Linked DNA regions of Mus musculus: regions 1 and 3 are each linked to region 2. A link is a contact called in public HiChIP or PLAC-seq and promoter capture Hi-C data. All regions are on one chromosome and are shown on one strand. Each heading gives the region's core, a stretch centred on a gene start, on an enhancer-like site or on the middle of the called end of the contact. The rest is flanking DNA. Distances are from core to core; before and after follow the strand shown. Region 1 holds the start of Rep15 (RAB15 effector protein). Region 2 holds the start of Pthlh (parathyroid hormone-like peptide). Region 3 overlaps Ccdc91 (coiled-coil domain containing 91).

The links. Promoter capture Hi-C pulls out the DNA fragments that hold promoters and counts their contacts. HiChIP or PLAC-seq counts read pairs in DNA pulled down with a chosen protein or histone mark.
Region 1: a promoter capture Hi-C map of embryonic stem cells shows a contact between it and region 2, with 5 times the contacts expected there. The contact joins the promoter of Rep15 here to the promoter of Pthlh in region 2. A contact is called at or near these places in 7 of 39 promoter capture datasets (the 3T3-L1 cell line, embryonic stem cells, frontonasal cranial neural crest and 3 more), 2 of 484 Hi-C or Micro-C datasets (both in embryonic stem cells) and 1 of 9 other capture datasets (adipose tissue).
Region 3: a contact with region 2 is called in a FOXA1 HiChIP or PLAC-seq map of pancreatic cancer cells. The contact joins the enhancer-like site here to the promoter of Pthlh in region 2. A contact is called at or near these places in 8 of 39 promoter capture datasets (cranial neural crest, embryonic stem cells, frontonasal cranial neural crest and 5 more), 2 of 484 Hi-C or Micro-C datasets (nephron progenitors and uterus) and 2 of 115 datasets of contacts at active chromatin or transcription factors (embryonic stem cells and pancreatic cancer cells).

Annotation. Positions count from the first base shown.
Region 1 is chr6:147,030,956-147,035,115 of GRCm38.p6, forward strand. Rep15 (RAB15 effector protein) reads left to right here and starts at 1,582. Exons shown (of 1, transcript NM_025620.2): 1 at 1,582-2,563. The coding sequence starts at 1,710. The coding sequence ends at 2,402. It overlaps Ppfibp1 (PTPRF interacting protein, binding protein 1 (liprin beta 1)), which reads left to right. Exons shown (of 31, transcript NM_001355728.1): 31 at 1-1,070.
Region 2 is chr6:147,261,524-147,265,860 of GRCm38.p6, forward strand. Pthlh (parathyroid hormone-like peptide) reads right to left here and starts at 2,490. Exons shown (of 4, transcript NM_008970.4): 1 at 2,062-2,490; 2 at 1,747-1,872. The coding sequence starts at 1,847.
Region 3 is chr6:147,504,433-147,509,030 of GRCm38.p6, forward strand. Ccdc91 (coiled-coil domain containing 91) reads left to right here. Exons shown (of 13, transcript NM_025911.2): 2 at 3,352-3,395. The coding sequence starts at 3,366. Among named protein-coding and RNA genes, the nearest start is that of Ccdc91, 31 kb to the left of the region's middle. Within about 2 kb of position 1,954, at least 41 of the 459 cell types and tissues checked have an H3K27ac peak or open chromatin away from gene starts, as enhancers often do. A contact at or near this core is called in pancreatic cancer cells and uterus, where this site is marked.

The sequences.
Region 1 (4,160 bases), core at 332-2,831, 230 kb before region 2:
ATTTTTTTTCCACTGCTGAATTTTAACAGTGTTACCATTCAGGCTAAATTCTACTTGATAAACTTCTTTGGCTCCCACAAAAATTGCTGAGCAGTTTGGAGCTTGGACTTTAATCTTGACTCCATTTGCTTTATAATGAAGAATTTTAGGGTATTACCACATCAACTTGAAGCCTTTGGATGCACTCATATACCCATCAGAAAAGTTTTTGTTAGAATAACTTTGGAAAAACAAAAAAAACAAACAGAACCTTTACATCTTAAGTTTCTTTTTTTTTCCCTTTGCTAAACTCATCATTATGTTGAACTAAGGAGTCCTGCCTAGCCATGTCGATTGTACCTTACACTCAGACTGTCAGCTGATGGGGCTTCGTATTATTTCAATCAGAACCCAAATATTTTAAAGCTGTAGAACATTTTCTAATGGCTATCCTGTCCAACAGCAGGTTGCTCATGTTTTCTGTCACACAGGGCCCAAAGGCTTTTTGTAAAGAAAATAGAAAGCTACAAAGCAGCTGTTGAGTGGTATGTGTCTATGAGTGTTTTCAGCAGGGTTGGAGACAATCTACTTTTCATTCAGGGCTACTCTAAATGAGATCCCCTGTGTTCTGGACAGGAGCTTAGACACTGGGGGACAGGTGGACAGGTCACTTTACAGTGATAGATCTGGTGATAGCTATTTCCAAATGTCAGCAGTATGCCGTTTTTATGCTCTGCAGGTTATAAAGCTGTTCATTGTGAACCTTGTAACACTGCTGGTTATTTCTAATTAAATTATCAGATGCTAACATGCTCCCATTCATGATTTCATGACAATATTGGCTTCTTCCTGTATTGGGGTTTTAGTTTAACATGAATAAATACCACCATTTGAAAGCTCAGTTTGTTATTAGAACCTGGTTAAAATACCAGCAGACTGTTACAGATGCCAAATATTCTTTATCAAGGACAATGTAACAACTGATGATATGTGATAAAGTTAAAAACTTTTGATTATATATTTTATTTACAAAAGTATTATGCAAAGTTTGCATTACCTTATGAGAGGAAATAAAGTCAATTGATAATTGCCTTGTGTATTTGTCATTGTTTCTTTGTTCAGAAAAACAAAGTCTTCATTTCTGGTGGAAACAGTAACTGATTTTTGTTTGTAAACTTGCACGTTTGATTGAGTTTTTTTGAATCAGACAAATTGAGATCTCTGCTTAAGAAGTACATATAAAAGGAAATGCCAGCAACCTGCCTGGGGAAGGAAGGGTCAGAACAGATGCGTCAAAAAAGGGAAACAGAAGAGACACAAGCTTAGAGACATTGGTTGGAGAATGTAGGAGTCTAACCCATACATTCACGTGCTGGTTTTATTTTGACTAGTTTTTAGAAACAGGAGCCACATCCAGGAAGAGATCAAATGTAGCCTGTACATAACCTGGAGTAGAGCAGGTGTTTTGTGTGAAATTGTCATTTGTCACTTGGCAAGCATCAGGAATCTGTGAGCACAACACACCCAGTTGACAAACGGGGCCCTCCCTCACATGTTTGTCTAGCCTCGGGTCTATATGGCTAGCCACATCAAGGAAGCTGTGGCATTAGGAAGCTGGTGGTGGCTTTAACAGATGTGGCTTTGCTGAAGAAAATCTATGAGAAAGAGGCAGTTCCCGGTGACATTCACATGCTGAATAGCTAGAAGCAGCATTTACTGGGTGTGAGAAAATGGGACAAAAGGCTTCACAGCAGGTAGCTCCGAAGGACAGCCAGGAGGTTCTTGCCATGTGTGAGGTGGTCAGTGCGGCTATTTCCCATGCAGCGCAGAAGCTGAAGGAGTACCTCGGGTTTGAGTATCCGCTGAGCAGACTCTGCCTTGCAGCGAGTTCACTGACTGAGGTCTTCCTCGTCCACTTCGTTACCTTCTGCCAGGAAAGGGGAGCGGATGAGTGGCTCACCACCACCAAGATGACCAAGCACCAGGCCTGGCTGTTTGGAGCAGACTGGATTTGGACCTTCTGGGGACCTGATAAGCAAATACGGCTTCAGGTGGCAGTGCAGACTCTGAGGATGGCTTCGCTCCCTCTGACGGACCCAAAATCCTGTGAGTCAAGGGGAGAGGAGTCTTGGAAAAAAGGCAGATTTGACAAGCTGCAAGAGTTCTGTAACTTGGTAGGAGAGGACTGTCTGGGTCTGTTTATCATCTTCGGTGTGCCTGGAGAACCTAAGGCTATCAGAGGCGTTGTCCTGGAGAGTGTCAGAAACGGGATGATGGAGAGCCAGCTGCCAGGACGAAAGGCTGTGGAGCAGTTTGTGCTGGAAACAAAGGACTGTATCTCCATCAAAGAGCTGCTAGGGAACTGTCTGAGTAAAAGAGATGGGCTGAGTGACATGGGCAGAGTTTACATCCGCATCCTCTAAACTGGGCATGTTGCTGTGACTGGCCTGTGAGACAGAACAGGAGGACAATCCCCAACACAGGGCTATCCACCCCCTACATTGACTGAAAGTGATCCCTGGGTTAAAACTTGCTAGTGTCCCAGTTACGGAAAAGAAAAGAAAAAAAAAATAGCTGTTGCTGTGTCTTGGGAAATTTTACTTTGGGTTTTGTTTATTCAAAACTAAAAATTGGAAGAGAAAATGATAAATTATACATAAAGTTTGATTTGGAAAAAAAAGTTGTCTTTGAACTCATCTCATAGTCACAAGCTTAAAATGTTACTGCTGTTGTAAGGAGAGCAACTGTTCATGAGGTGTGGTGGGGATGTCAGTTTTGGTTCAGGACTCCTAAAGAAAACTTCCCACTGCTGACCTTCTGAGCCCTCCCTCCACAATTGCTTCTTCCCAGCAACTCCACAAATAAAGGACTTTCAAAGTATTTAACATAGGGTTCAACTGGGTGTTAGCTATACCATGAGTTACTGAGTCACCGGTGAAATATGTGTATTCGCAGTAAGGAATGTATTTTCAAACACAATGGTCATATTTTCTAAAATGTCTTCTTGGGACTTAACAATATAAAGAGCAATTGCCACTATTTACTGACCTCGTGTTGGGCCCAGTGCTTTAAATATATTATTATAATTTGCACATGAGGCTCTATTAAGAAGTATGTATTTGGGGCTGGAGAGATGGCTCAGCAGGTAAGAGCACCCGACTGCTCTTCCGAAGGTCCTGAGTTCAAATCCCAGCAACCACATGGTGGCTCACAACCATCCGTAACGAGATCTGACTCCCTCTTCTGGTGTGTCTGAAGACAGCTACAGTGTACTTACATATATAATAAATAAATAAATCTTAAAAAAAAAAGAAGTATGTATTTGTTGCTATTTGTCTATGATGTGTGTCATTCCCAAGTCATGAGCTGTTAACAAAAAGCCAAGTCTCCACTTATGGCTCCAACTCTTCCAACAATACATAAGTGAGTTGACTCTTGAGCACAAAGATGTTCACCTGTGAGGAAGCTGGCTGTTGTTTGTCTCTGCCTCACTCCTGCTCTCACTCTGTGCTGCCCTTCCTAGCCTGTTCCCTAGTGTGGAACCCTTGCTGAAACGTGGACCATGCTGATGTGGTCGTGCAATGCTGTAATCCTAGCCCTGGGAGAGGCTGAGGAAAAATGGCCGTGAATTTGAAGCCCAACCCGGGTTACCTGTCGAACTCTGGGTTAGCAGGGGCTACCCAGTGGAACTTGTCTTCAAACAACATGGACCAAATCTCTACATACCTACCCTCAAAAAAAGGGGGGGGGTGCTTCTCATAGCCTTGATCCTCTCTGTGTTTGGGAATCTAGGGCTCTTTCAAGGCTGGATGATGACATTGTAAGGCAAGATGGTAGCAGGTAGCATACTGGATGGCCTTTAAAGTAAGCAGTACATTTGATGTTATGATCTGTGTCACTGGAACTTCTCTGTTCTACATCATTTATTTAGAAAGGCTCATTGTATAGAAAGGCTCATTGCAGGCCATTGAGTCTATACAAGACCACTGACATGTCACAGTTGCTGAGGATGGGATGCGGTCAAATCTGAAGCCAATGCTTCCCCATTTCCACTCACTTATCCTGGAGCTGGTTTTTCTCTAGTTGTACGTTCCTCCCTCTATTGATCCCAGCCCTTGCAACCTATTCTAGGGCTCTGGCATCTAGTTACAAATACCTAGTAAACTACCAATAGTGCCTAT
Region 2 (4,337 bases), core at 1,240-3,739:
AGTATCTCACAGTTTTATTAACCATGGCCAAGTGTGAGCGTTTAACTACACTATTATATTTCACCTACAAACAGAACGAGAGCAGAGTCCCTAGCTGCCGAATGGTTTCTGAGGAGTAGTTCTATAATATGCAACAAAGAAAGAGTTAAAAACAGCTGTAAGGACAGCTTAGTGCTATTTTTATTCCGTCATTGTAGACTCAAGCATGGCTCATTTACTCTCTCTCAAAAGAGAAAATAGGTATTAAGCAACTTTAAAGAAAAAGTTGGCTCTGTTCCAAGACAGAAATTCTTATCCAAATAAATACAGTATGTAAGTGTGCTTTTTTTAAAAAAAAATTTCAGCTCATCTGTATTTATATTTGGATGTTAGGTAATTGAATTTCACACAAGTCTCAAAAATGAGGGAAAAGTCTCAAGACAATTTCGAGAAGTAAGCCAGCAGTGCACTCACTCTTGGGACAATGCTGCCTTATCTCCAGTACAATGCTCTACACAACTTGCCTTAGGAGATTCATAATAGAGTTTCATTTTCGTGCCAAGATCCAGACATGTCTAAAGTAATTTCATTTAAAGATTTTCTGCCGAACTAATAAGAATAGACCAGAAGCAGGCGCTGAACAGTCGCCTTTTTGTATACCCTCGGGAGTTTACAAGAAGCACCAGGAACCTGACTGTAAATATTAGGTAGATATTGCTGCTTCTCTTGTGAGGTGAGCAAGTCCTCCTAATGCCTTCTCCAGAGCCAAACGACTCATTTCTTAAACTTTATGGTTTTCCCATCTTGAACAGAGTCTGTGCTAAGAGAGCAGCCCTAGACGGTATTACATCGACATCGATGAGACAGACAGATTCAAGCATGCCTACTACTTCCCAAACACTGCGGCGATATTTTGCTGGTGTTCTTAGATGTATTCTTATCTCAAAGTCAAAATCACTCTTTAAGAAATCAAAAACTCAACCACCAGCTGAGAATGCCGAACTACAAGCTTTCAGACCACAATGCAAATATTTCGACTCCGGATTAAAGAACCGTTAGCAATAATTCCAGGAAAAAGAAAGTTTCCACGCCTAAAGTCCATTTTGGAGACAAGCACACCCGCCTTCCTGAATGGTATCGATACTAAAGTTGGACGTTTGCCATTAAAAAGTTGTTACTACTAAATTATATAATATGCTTTGTTATGTAACACAGTCCTGTTTTATATGCTTAAAATTATGTCATTCATAATAAAACTAGACACAACGTTTTTGCTTTTCACACACAGACTGCCACCCACATTTAGACATATCCACTCGCTTGTGTGCGCGCACACACACACACAGACACAGACACACAGACACACACACAGACACACACACAGACACACACAGACACACACAGACACACACAGAGGCACACAGACAGTTCCTGAATCCCCCAGTTTCCTGCTGAGTTTCAGAACCTCTCGGTGGATAAAGTAACTTTGGTGGTTCCCTGCAGACAGATATCTTGCCGGCCCAGGTTCTGAAAAAGACTCCCTCTTATGGAAAGGCACATCAAACTTGTTTCGTGCCTGTCCATTTTGGGGTCTCACCAGCTCTCTAGATGGCTTTCCTGGGCTCAGCCCCTTGCTAGCAGGTACCCCGTGACTGTGTCCAACTCAGGTTGGGACCATCAGGGACCCCTAGGCTTCCTCAGCATCGCCCGCCTCAGCTGGCGCTGGTCTTCCCCACCCCTCACCCCAGGAGGAAGACCGGTACTTACAGCCTGCGGCCAAGCCCCTCCACCGAACGCCCGCGGGAGGGCACGGAGTAGCTGAGCAGGAATACCAGGACACTCCACTGCTGAACCAGCCTCCGCAGCATCGTGCCGCTCGCTGGCTCTGGGGACCTGCAAGAGTGGAACCCGAGGGTCAGTCCCGGCTCTCCATCTCTTCCTCGCACTGCCCCGCTCCCTCTTTTGGAACCCCGTGGCTTCCCAACAGCCACTCCAAAGTCGAGGGCATCTCACAAGTTAGGAGGAAAAAAGAAAACAAGAAAAAGAAAGCAAAAAAGTGTCTCCGAGCCCCTGAGCACTTACTTGTGTAGGAATCAGCGCCTCTAACTGCGCCTCTCTCAAACCGCACAGGCAAAAAGGGACCCGAGAGGGGAAAAAGCAATCAGAGAGCTTCCTCTGAAAGAAGAGCGAAAACCGGGCGTTTTACATAGGCGTCGGGGATGCGTGGCGCGTTGCTGTGGCTCCCATAGCAATGTCTAATTAGTCTTGGCGGCAGCACTCTGGGTCGTGGGGCAGGTCAAACCCCTCTTCAAACGCGGGTGTTCCTCAGGAGTCAGCTGTCCTGCGCACCGGGCCTCTGGGTGCACAGCCACTTGCGGCAGAGCGCGTATATATACATAGCTGTCGGTCTACCTCCTTCGGTGGGCTGGTTGCTTCCGGAAAGTTGATTCCACAACGCCCTTGAACAAGTTGCAGGCGCGCGTGTCGTGGATGCGAGGGCCAGGTGGCCGCGAGGGCGGGTTCCGGCAGCGGGGCGGAGCGGCCCAGCTGGGGCGGCGCAGGTTGGAGAGTAGCTGTGAGCCCAGCCCTGGAAGGTTCACACGCTCCGGGGCCAACCTGCTGAGAAGTGAGCGAGTCGCAAAGAGGTGGCGCCCGAGGAACGCGCGCCGGCGGAGCAGGCAGGGGTGAGCGGGCCGGCGGGGGCGGGGAGCACAGGGGAGCCCGGAGCCACGGAGCCCCACCCCAGTCCTGGCCCGCGTGGGCCGATCTGACGCTCTCCTCCTCCTGAACCGGCCTGCTGTCGCCTGAGTGGCAGGTCCAGGAGTCCAGGTCCCTACAAACAGCAAGGAGGAACCCCGGGTGGCCTGAGAATCCCAAGAGTCCCAAGCTCGCTTGCAAGCTCGCATTGCACTGCATTCCTGCCTGGTGTGGCCTTCTCCTGGGGAGGGGACTAAACCTAGCACCCAGAAGAGCAAAGGCGATTTTGGGTCTTACTGTTTGGGAAGGGTTGGGGACATCACGTCTGGAGCAGGTCCTAGAACGGGTGTGTGAGCAAGGAAGAAGACCCACTTTGTGATCACAGACGACCTGGAATGCGCAGAGTCCTTCTTTCTCACCTTCTTCTGATAACCTACTCTATGTCCTGATAAAGATTCACTGAGTGCCCATTTGCTTCAGCTTCTCAGTGCTGCTGGGCAGGGAGTGGGGGTGGGGGGTGGGGGAGAAAGTTGTGAGTTACTGATTGTGGGTCTAGAGGTGTGTGTGTGTGTGTGTGTGTGTGTGTGTGTGTGTGTGTGTGTGTGAATACTAGTTTCCCCCCAGGTCCTAGATCACGCTGAAATGAACATGGGAACCACTCAAAGAAGTTTGCCTTCTAGACAATACTGCTGGAAAATTTCATCTGACTCTCTAGGAGGCTAGTGTCACTCAAAGACCTTTGTCAGACCTGGGCTGTGATGCTCTACAGACTTCTGGGGTGGGTACTCCTAGGACTTCTCACCCCTCCCCTCCCCTAAGCCTTGCTGCTCGCCAGCAGTTAAAGCTTTCAGCTGTCTTGGGCGGGGTTCCCTCTCATCAGAAGCCCTTGTCTCTTTCCCTTGATTCCTTTAAACTTCATACTTGTAAAAAAAAAAAAAAAGTTGGCTTCTTCCCACCTTAAAAAGAAACCCGGGAATTTCCATAACGTCCTTTAAGTGGTTAAGAATTTGTAACTGTTAGACATGTTTACATGGCACGAAAAGAGAAAGTTTGAACCTGTGACACTCTGTGATAACCCTTCCCCAAAGATGCTGGAGCCCTAATTGATCTGGAGTGGGGAGCCCCATGAGAGGAAAAGAAGGGACTCACAAAGCAACCATTCTGCTGCGTTTCCTGAGACTTGCTTAACGTTAAACATGATATTTGCTTCACCACCAAGAAAAAAAAATCCAAAGGTACTTTGCCAAGTCTCAAATTACTTTGACTTAAAAATACTCCCCCAATAAAAGGCTGAAACAAAAACTAGACACACTGTGCGTTTAAGGCTGGAATCTATACACTACTTTGATTGATGTTGTTTTTTTCCTAATTAGACAAAATTGACCCTCCTTTCCCCCTTTTCCTTTCTCTACCCCATCACCCACCATCTTTTCTGAGGCTAATGGAAAAACATCATCCATTTTAAAAGAATTTCCTCTCCTGGAAACACAAAGAGAAACTATAGAGAAACTATGGACAATGAGGAATAAGTAGCTTTATCTCCTCAGAATTAAACACTTTCTCATGCTGTGTTACTTCACTTTTTCCTTGAGTCACAAGCTCCTCCACATTCTGACCAAGGAAGGGACATCCTGTCAGTCTCATTCAGAAATATTTGTTTT
Region 3 (4,598 bases), core at 704-3,203, 240 kb after region 2:
GCTGCATGCAGTCTTCCTGCTTGGATGGAGCTGCGTCCAGAGGCCCAGTGTAGTCTTATAAAGGATATTATTTTGAGTTACTTTGCTGGTGGTTTCTGAGTTCTCTGTGTTCTTTATAGAATTCCTAGTGATTAGATGTTACATAGCTCAATCTGAAACTTTCTTATATTTCACCCATTTTCCATTTTCTTGTATATGCTTCATTTTAATGGAGTTCCCCATTATTTTCTATCCCACAATTCTTTACTTCATCAATTGTAATTTAAATCAAGACCTTCCAGTCTTACCTTCTCCCTCCTCCTCTCTCCCCTCATAAGCCTAGGATGTCCTGTTCTTAGTTCAGTGGTGTATGTCCTGTTGTTAGCTCTCAAAGGATACTATGTGTGCTTAGGACTTGCTCTTTCTTCCACTTGCTCTTTGTGGTGTGGTTTTCTGGTCTCTTGTTATTCCCAAGTACACTGGGAATCCTGTTCATACGTGTGTTAGGGATTTTCCTGTTGTGAAGAGACACCATGACCATGGCAACTCCTTTATAAGTGTTGCCTGTATAAGAGTTCCCTTTATAAGAAAATATTTAACTGGGGGCTGGCTAACAGTGCAGACATTTAGTTCATTCTGGTCATGGCAGAAAGCATGGCAGTGTGCTGGAAGGGTCTGAGAGTTATACATTTGTATTCTCGGGTACCAGGAAGGAAAAGTGACCCTGGGCTTGGCTTGAGCTTCTGAAAAGCTCATCCCTAGTGACACACTTACTCCAACAAGGCCACACCTCCTAATTGTCCCCTCCTTATGAGCCTATGTAGGCCATTTTCATTCAAAACACCACAGTCTGTGAGACAGAGGCACTGATGGTAAATGTGTGCGGATAAAGTGTGTAGGGAAGGGCTCCTATTCCAAGCTTTTAATTTCTCTTTTAGCATATTTAATCTCTTCAGTGACATCTGGAGTAACCAAAATGTTTAAGGTACATGCCCACTGTAATGCAGTACATGTCAGACCTGGAATTTCAGCCCAAAGTAAATGTTGGGCATCATTTTTGATCACTCTGTATTTTTAGAGGTATATTCTCTTGATGAAGCCAGAGTGGGGCGATTCTGACTAGTCTAGCCAGCCACCTTGCCCCAGGATACCTTCTGCTCCCAAGTTTTGGGGTCACAGAAGACTTTTTATATGTTTGGTTTCACTGTGAATTCTGGGGATCTAAACAATGGTTCATATACTTGAGTGGCAAATGCTTTATCTACTTAGCCTTTTCTCTGGCCCCTGTAACATTAGGTTATAAAAACCAGTGCTGTTGAGGTCAGGTTTGGTGCCTTAAGCCTTTAATTTCAGCACTCAGGAGGCAGAGGCAGAAAGGTCACTGAATTTGAAGACAACCTGTTCTACATAGCAAGTTCCAGACCAGCAAGGGCTATTGAGACCCTGTTTCAAGAAAAGAAAAGAAAACATAACAAAACACCCCCAAAACCAAAAACAAACAACCCACCCCCAAAATGTACACATAATCAGCAGCAAAAACATCTGGTATCTTTAGTCTTAAATATGCAGAAGGACACTGTCATAGGATTTGGATCTACGTTGTTTGTAGAAAGGCCTTAAAATAACATTTCCGTAGCACCATCTCTTAAGCTATCCAGGACACATTTACTTTTTGACAGTATGGAAGAGGAACTCTGCCTTGTCTAACTTAGGCTTGCTGGAACCTAGAGCACCCGTGGTCACCGCTCTGCTGTTTTGCGCAGCTCAATCAGAACTTAGGAATCTGTTTTCTTACCACAGGCGAACATGCTGTGTGCTTGTGTTGTCTGCTTGCTGGCACCCTTCCCATCCCATGTCAGGATGTGCCTTGAGAAAACACGGGAGCCTTAACTCCAAAAACTATGCCTTTGAAATGAACACCGCGCACAGAGTACAGCAGGGTTCACAGATGCTAAAAATAGTAATTGGCTCTGGAGGTTGTGGTACCCACGTGGAAGAGTGTGTGGTGTTTACAGCTTGACTGTTAAGTTTTTGGATACATATCGTCCTTTGCCATAGTTTCTTCCCGACAGATGTTGATCATAGCAGAATTCTCTTTAGTCAAGACACAGTGAATGTCACTTCATTTCAGAATAACCATTGTCGACAGTTCCTGGAAGTCCAGTTTATATTTTCTATAAAATATAAGCACTTGCATAGAGATGGCTAGCTTAGCTTTAATTTCTAGATTTGTAAACAGAAGTACACCTTTTGAGGCGTGTCGACCAGACTGAGTAAGCGGTGACAGAGTGGCTGTCTCTTCTGTGTTAGCCGTTCTAGTGACTCAGTGCTATTTATAAACTGATCTTATTTCCATCCACACACATTCTTTGTCCATTCTACTTTTTGTGCAAATAAATTGGCTTAGCCTAGTGAAAACAATCTGCGATGCGTGCGTTTCTTTGCTGTTACTTTTGTGAAGCGGGTGGCGTTTTCTTGATGCAGGTGTTGCTATGTGTTCCTCAAGATGTGGAGCATAAAGACGCCAGGGCTGCTCCACTGCATGTGGGGCTTCTGCTTTCCCGTACTCAGCTGCAGGGAGAGAGCGTAACACACTGCCATCCCTTCACCTTCCCAGGCTGTTCCTTCCTTGCTGTTTTAGCTTTGGGTGCTGAGCCCACGACACAGTGCATACCCTGCTGAAGCTTGTCTCTCTCCTACCTTGAGAGAGAGGACATGAGTGATCCTGGATGTTCTCATGTTTTTGCCGTGTCTCTCATGAACACACAACTTGATTTACCTTGATCAGCCCAGTAACTTGCTCCACATTTTTCCAAAAGTGCAAAGCAGTTTTAGCTAAAAATACACATATCAAATGCTCCAGAAGTCGTGGCCACAGCTCAAAAATGCTGATCAATTTTGAAAATCTAACTCAGCCCGGCCATGAAACCGAGGGAAGAACCTTTGTGGTGGGGACAGATTTCCAAAAATTTACCACAGTCCTGTTCTTAGCTGGAGTTTGTGCTGATGTTGCCAGACAGCTGAGGGGTAGATGCGGAAAGCAGGAAGCATTACTGATGGGGCCCTAGCGCCACTTTGGGAAAAGCAAATTAAAATGTAAAAGAATATTTTTCCACTCCTGGAGTCGCAACAGAAAATGGCAAAATAAATGGTTACTGAAAAGGTTCCAGAAATTGCTAATTTTGTCAGAAAGTAAAAGCCAATTACCAGCTGTTTTTTTTTTAAGTGATAAAAATGGACACATACAGTTTAAGAAAGCCTAATAATTTCATAATCTGGACGGAGTAGTTTTGATTTACAAAGCACTATCCTCCTTTAAGTCACGGGTGTGTTCTGACGCAGGTGGCTCATCTCAACTGTTCTGTGTTTCAGGTGCGGCTTAAAGAATGGATGATGACGACTTTGGTGGCTTTGAGGTAGGTGCTGTCTGTTGTTAACTCAGGGTAACAGTGAACTGTTAGGAAAGTGTGTTTACTCTTGTTGTTTCTCGGTCTGTTCTTTCTGTGTGTATCTTGTCTGCTGGTGCATGTGGTGTGTATCCAGAGGCCAGAGGACAACCTCTTATTGTCTCATATTTGAACCTGTTCAATTTTTTTTTTTTTTGATAAGGTTTCTCACTGGCCTGGAACTTGTCAAGTAGGTTATGTTGGCTGGCCAGCCAGCCTCAGACTGGCTTTCTTAGCACTAGAATTACAAATGCATGCTGCCATTGCCCAGATTTTTAAAAGTGGGTCCTGGTGAATACATTCTGGTCCTGTGTTGGCAAGGCAAACAGTTTACCAACTGAGCTATTGGTCTTACCCACAGGACCTATTCTGAATCACTTTGATATAACTCTGAAACATAGATTAAAATCAAGGAAAATTAAGAAACATCATCTACCTAAACATTGAGGTGTATTGCTGTTGAAGCTCTGATCTTGCCACCATAGGAATGGTTTAACTTGGGTAATTTATTGTGGCTGGTGAAGCATCAGGGAGCGTTTCTGAGATTGTCAGCCATGGATGGGACTGAGGGCACATCTTCAGAAAATGCTGGTGCACTGAGAAATGGGAGTTAGATGCCGTCATGGCTGTTCCCATCTGTGATGACATGTATATGCTGTCACAGTGTTCTCTCAGGTTTCGGTGGCATTCTAGAAGTGCCATTGTTAGCTGAAAATGCAGTATTTTCCTTAGTCCTTTCCAACGTGTGCTCACTTTATTGAAATATTTTATAACCCAGTTATTTTTATGGAGCCAGTAGAGTCTTGCAGGAAAATCTCTGGATTAAGAGTTGGGATTCCAGGGCTTGAGCCACCCGCAGTGCGCAGGAGGACTTTCTTTTTCCTTTCCTTCCTCTTTCTCCTATTTTTTTCTTTTAGATGTTCATATAGTTTGAATTTGGTAAAAAAGGGAGTGTAATGTCAGTAGGAGAAGCAGGGTATTATTCAAGGAGGAATAATATGGTTCTTTTCAGCAGCAAGTCATGTTCTATCTGTCTTCCATAGCTGTCAGTGTATAGGGAGCCAGTGTGGTCATACCTGTTCTCCATGTGCAGGCAGCTACTACAGACACACATGTTCTCCATGTACAGGCAGCTACTACAGACACACATGTTCTCCATGTGCAGGCAGCTAC